Linked DNA regions of Gossypium hirsutum: region 2 is linked to region 1. Evidence: chromatin contacts called from public Hi-C data. All regions are on one chromosome and are shown on one strand. Each heading gives the region's core, a stretch centred on a gene start, on an enhancer-like site or on the middle of the called end of the contact. The rest is flanking DNA. Distances are from core to core; before and after follow the strand shown. Region 1 holds the start of LOC107918669 (c-Myc-binding protein homolog). Region 2 holds the start of LOC107918413 (PITH domain-containing protein At3g04780).

Evidence for each region. A called contact is a pair of places that touch in the nucleus more often than the background predicts.
Region 2: a Hi-C map of leaf shows a contact between it and region 1, with 1.8 times the contacts expected there. The contact joins the promoter of LOC107918413 here to the promoter of LOC107918669 in region 1. A contact is called at or near these places in 3 of 34 Hi-C or Micro-C datasets (callus and leaf).

What each region holds. Positions count from the first base shown.
Region 1 is chrD13:57,358,585-57,361,459 of Gossypium_hirsutum_v2.1, forward strand. LOC107918669 (c-Myc-binding protein homolog) reads right to left here and starts at 1,524. Exons shown (of 5, transcript XM_016848253.2): 1 at 1,268-1,524; 2 at 1,050-1,122; 3 at 890-938; 4 at 250-373. The coding sequence starts at 1,285.
Region 2 is chrD13:57,530,042-57,533,075 of Gossypium_hirsutum_v2.1, forward strand. It overlaps LOC107918413 (PITH domain-containing protein At3g04780), which reads right to left and starts at 1,323. Exons shown (of 8, transcript XM_016847973.2): 1 at 1,017-1,323; 2 at 651-737; 3 at 289-412; 4 at 69-117. The coding sequence starts at 1,058.

The DNA.
Region 1 (2,875 bases), core at 274-2,773:
AATTATAACCAGTTTACAATCTGGTATGGTACCTGATCTAATATTCCGTTAAAATGCCACTCCAATGAACTAACACTGTTACATAAAACGCTGACATTGTATGTTGACCAATGCTAAGTTACCACATATTGGGCCAGATTTCTTTTTCAAATGTTGATGTGGCATTGATTTCGACACATGGCAACATAATATTGGTCAACTAAGCTACGTTAGCATTTACATACCTTACACAAATAAACCAATCCATACCTCTTTGCAAGCATCCTCATGCTTACACAATAGCTCATTGTACTTTGTTTGCAAATCAGAAATCTCAGCTTGTAGCTTTTCATATTCATATATAGTTGGACCCCCTAATTTTTGTTGTATGAACCTACCATGGAGAAAAAACTATAATTATATCTCAACATTCCTTGCAAATAACATAAAGTGGATGTCAACCATAAGCTGCTCAATGTAGAAGTAATTAAACTTAGTTAAGCCATTTGCTATGGTCGCGTGCCAATGCTTTAGCTTTACTACCATGCGACCTTTCACCAAAAGGCACAGACGATGACACAAGTACCCTGACAAAGTCGATTCTAATTTATGATTTGGCATAAAAATTAAAATAATGTTAGAGAGGCTATTTCATTTCAAGTTTTCATGAATTCGGGACAAACATTAAACAAAAACAAGAAAACAGGATTTCAGATGTTGCAAGGAAAGCAACATTAAGAAATCCAAGATGATAATATTGTAACTTGTAAGATACGGTTCACACAAATAGAGTCCAATGTACAATATCCAACATTATTGAAATTGAACTACAGATCTCAATATATATATATATAAACTTGAACAATGACATGGAAAACTCAATTGAAAGATTGAATTTTGAAAAACTTACTCAAGAGCTGAAGATGGCTTCTCATTTTGTTCATACAATGCAACCAAAACTACAAAATAATGAAATTAAATTACAAACAACCAAATACCCACATCAAGAAATATGTTAAAATAAGAGAAAATAATAAAATTATATATTAAAAAGAAAGAAAAAATAAAACCTTTGGTGAGAGCATCAACAGCTCCACTGGACTCAAGATACTTCCTAAATGCTTCTTTCTTAGCATCTTTTTCCTAAATCCAAAATCTGGGTATTTAGTATTTATAACTAAAAGTGATAAAAAATGCATTTGCTGTGAAAAACAATAGAGAATTCCAACAACGAAACCGGAAATCTACAAGTGTGTTTAAAGCAGACATTAAAGTAAACAAACTGTACCTCTTTATATCTCATCATTATCTTCAGGCTTCAGCAGTTGGCTTTCCTTCTTTGCCTGGAGCCCTTGTGTTTGAGCAAATCTAAGATTCAAGTTTATGTGAAAGACATTGATGGGTCTTTCATGTCCTTGTTTCAGTAGCCAATCGTGTTGGTTAAGGTTTTCTGAGTTGAGACTTGAGACCAAACTTGAAAAATAACATCTCACAACCATGGGTGGACTACAGTTTGGATACTGTTCCAAATTCCAATTCTGCTTGAGAGTGTTGGGTTCAGCCCATCAGCAGTTTTTTAGTAAAAATTTTAGATGGGTCAATTTATCATTTGGTACCTAAGTTTGAAATTATTCTCCAACCAAATCATATCTATCTGGTCACCTTGAAACTTATTCGACACCTTTCTCAAAAATGCCTTGCAAAGGTCCTCTTTATCGGGAATGACTGTTGACCTCGTAACGACTGGCTCATCCACCGATAAACTGAGTTGTAAAGCTACATCCTCGAGTTTGATTGTACACTCACCGCATGGAAGATAGAAAGTGTGTGTCTCGGGCCTCCATCTTTCCACCAATGCCATTGATGAGTGTAGGATCGAGTTTACAGCCTCCAAGCATACGAGATGCATGTAAGAATCCTGTGTCTTGCAAGTAACCACTAATTTCGGTGTCTAGGCTTTTGACAAATTATGTATGAACCCTTCCAAAACACAATCATCCGTCTATTTATATCGAAAAATAAAATAATCGAAACGAATCAGAGAACTTGTTATTCATAAAAAATTAATCAAAATGAATATACGAAATAATTAAATAAAACTATAGTATTTTTAAACAAATGTATAGGAAAATTTTGAACAAAACTTCATAAATTTGAGAGAATTGAGAGTTTAGAGAGAGTAGAGAGAATTAGATTTGAGTTAAAAAAATGAAAAATGAATATTTATAGGAAAAAATTACCGTTGACTCTTTAAAAAATTTTACTGTTACCAATAATTAAAAAGCACATGGAGGAAAACCCTCTCTAATTTTTAAAAAAATGACCTAAAAAACTAATTAAAGAAAACGACACATATGGCTAATTTAGCCCTCTTTTTAACAACTATTTTCTTATTAATGAGCTACAGTAGATTCGTAGTAATAAATATGAAATAAAATAAAATATAAGAAAAAGCTAATTTATATTGTAAAAATAAAATAAAATATTTTTTATTAACGGGATTTTCATCAACATCAAGATAAGTTTAGGACACTAAAATTAATTAATATCTTATATCTATAAATATTAATTTTAGAGAAATATTACACACATTTTAATTGAACTACTCTTCTATTTCTTATTCATTTACTCTCTTTATTATATATTAATTTCATAATAATTTTAATTTTGGTCAAATTTTCCCATGCAAAATGATAATTAATATTAGGTTCCTTGTTTGACTAAAGAATAGTTAGGAAGTCACATGACATTGAAGTTGAAGTAAGCTTCAACCAATCAATTTAGTCAATTTATTTTTTTGGAAAGGTAAAAGTGCAACGTCAGTCAAGTTATTTTTTGGAAAAATTATGCAGCTTCGGTCCTTAATTTCTAGAATCAATTGTTGATTTTGAAAATA
Region 2 (3,034 bases), core at 73-2,572, 170 kb after region 1:
CCTCAGTGAAATGTAACAATGAGAGAAAGTAACAAATTGCGAGAATGTAACAATGCCTTTGACCTTACCTAAACCCCATATGCTCCCTGTTTGCAAAAAGTTTCACTGTCTTTGGACCTGAAAAGACAATCATCATGTTCAACAATCGGCAACATCAAAGGTAATTCTACTAGAGTACAACTGAGAACTGGCACTCGTGATTCGTCAACAGAATAAGCCAATGGGACTTTGCTTCTATGTGATTGAATGCAAGATATATGGAAAGGTAAAAAATATACAAAACTTTACCATCCTCTTCGGATCCCATGACAACAAAGGAATGTAGTTTAATAACTTGAGTGAAAGGGATATAAATCAGAAGTTGCTCATCGGCATCGCTCTCTAGGTTCAAGCCTTCATCTTCTCTATAACCCTAATTCATGAGCATAAAATTGAAAGATTTCACACAAAAGCAACTTAATTAGCAAAATAAATACATGGTCTTTACAATGGTGAATCAATTAACCCTAAAATCAATGTTTAAATAGAACTTCAACAAAAACCCACTATTTTTCCACAAAATAAATAAGCATATCTGCCTAATTGATTCAATAAAAAAAATTAAAATCGGCCATTATTAAGAGAAACAAGAACAACTTGAAGAGAGTTACCTGTTTGAGAGCATTGGGCAAAGGGTGACTGGAGCTTTGGTTAAGGCATTCAACTCCAGACCAATCAATAAAATCCAAGAGATCAACCTAATTATCAAAAAAGAAAGTTCCCAAATCATCAAGCTACTATAATTTTAAAGAATCCTTCTTTGAATAACCCCCCAAAAATACACTAAAGACGAATTCTTTCAATTACCCAAAACAATATATATATTTAAAAAGAAAAAAAAAACTAATCTTTCAAGTAAAGAACACCATCTGAAAAGATACCCATTTCTTTTCCATTCAAGAAATTGTCAAATTTTCTGGGAAACCAAACAAAGGATATCCCATAAAGGAAAGAAGTTTGAAGACAAGAAGACTCACTTGGTTTCTGTGAATTGCAGTAGCTGATTCAGCAGCCGACATGGTTCAAGAGTAGAACGAGATTGCTGAGATAGGAAGTTAGAAACTTTGTTTTATACAAAGAAAAATAAAAGGGTTGAGACGGAATAATCGAAGAGAAAGTTAAAGAAGAGGAGAGATCTTAAGACAATCAAATAGTGATCATAGGAAAAGACCAAACTAGAAGAAGTTGTTGATACGTTGTCGTTTAGTTACGTAAAACAAGTCTTTGGTTTTTGACATCTTTACCCATCGAATCGAAAGAAAGAATAGTATTCAAAATCGAATTAGCGGTCAAATGGTATAACAAGCGCGCTTTAATGTTACTCATTTGAAACTCTGTTGGAAAGGTTTAGATAAAATATAATATTAAAAAATAAGTTTTGGATAAATCTTTTACCAAGCTCGACTCGAATATATTATATTATAAAAATATTATATTAATTATATATGTTAAATAATTATTATATATATTTATATTTATATTAAATCATTAATCCAATAATAATTAAATCTAAAAAAAATTATCAACTAAATAACTCAACTAAAAATATAAAATTTTAAAAATTATACTTAATACAATAAAATATTTATTATATTTATTTCTGTTTTTTAATATAATAAATATTTATTATGTTTATAGTTGTGTTTTTCAATATAAATATTTTTCAAAGATTTTTTAAATATATTTTTAAGGTGCTAGAAAATTTTTATTTTAGTATTTTTTGTGCATTTAGTGTTATATATATATATTAAAATATTTTTAAATAAAAATTAATTTTAAAAAAATTAAATATGGTTAGGTCAAGTCAGACTCAGATTTACCTTTCTTAAATTTGGCTCGGCTTAGGCAAAAAAGTAAGTCATTTTTCAGGCTTGTCAAGACCCAAGCTTAAAAACTGATCTAGATACCTGACATGGCCCGGCCCGACTAATGAGCACCACTAAACTTTAACTACCGCTCCATACAAATTAAAACAGTAAATATTGATTTTTGAAAATTCATCATTTCGTAATTTTAATCTTATTAATATGACATTATTTATTTTATTTTGAATATTTTTAGATAAAAATTTAAGATAATAATGTGAACATTTTGATTTTTAATAAAATGACACGACAATTTATTTCAAAAATAAAATTTTGAAAAATAAAATATTTTTAACATCAAGTGATAAGTAACTATCTACTTATCATATCAACACTTTTTTGTTAAAAATTTTATATAAAGTAAAAAACTAATATGTTATTAAATACAATTAAATTTAAATTTGGGTTGGTTGATTAGTAGGTTTAGAGTTGGCGGTTCAATTAATCTAATCTCTCTAAATTGAAGTCTCAATTGATTTTCGATTTAATTAATGAAAAAGAGAAGAAAAAAAAAGGTAAGAAATTTAAGCAGGTTTTTTTAATAAAATAAATTCAATCTGAAAAAAATAAAATAAATGAAAGAATTTAAATTATAAAAAAAAATTCAACTATACACAAAATTGGAAATGGAAAACTAAAGTTTGAAATCTTTCCAATTGTAGGGTAAGGGTAGGGCCTAAAGTTTGTAGCTGTCCTTTGCTGTTTACAAGTTTTCCATTAAATTTATTAGGCCCAAACACAGCTATGTCCAAAATCAAAGCCCAAAAAAAATTAAAAAGTCAAGGCAAATCCCTACACTTGAAAAAGAAACTTTTTACCAGTATTAGGATGAATGCCACAAAACTCCAACCTTAATCTTCATTGTTAACATATAATAGTCTTACTTTAACTGTGGTTATGTTATGTGGACAGTATTAGGCATATTTGCATCACCTTTTTAATATTTGAAGTTGGAATTTTAATATTGTATTTTCGTTTAAGATATTTGATAAAAATTTATTGCCGATAGGTGTGTACTGTTCCAATAATAAAAATGTACTTTTCATTCTGATGAAATTTTCGATTTATACAGATTGTACCACTATATTTTGTCTCATTCCGCCTATACTAACTAGTGCATAATTAATGAA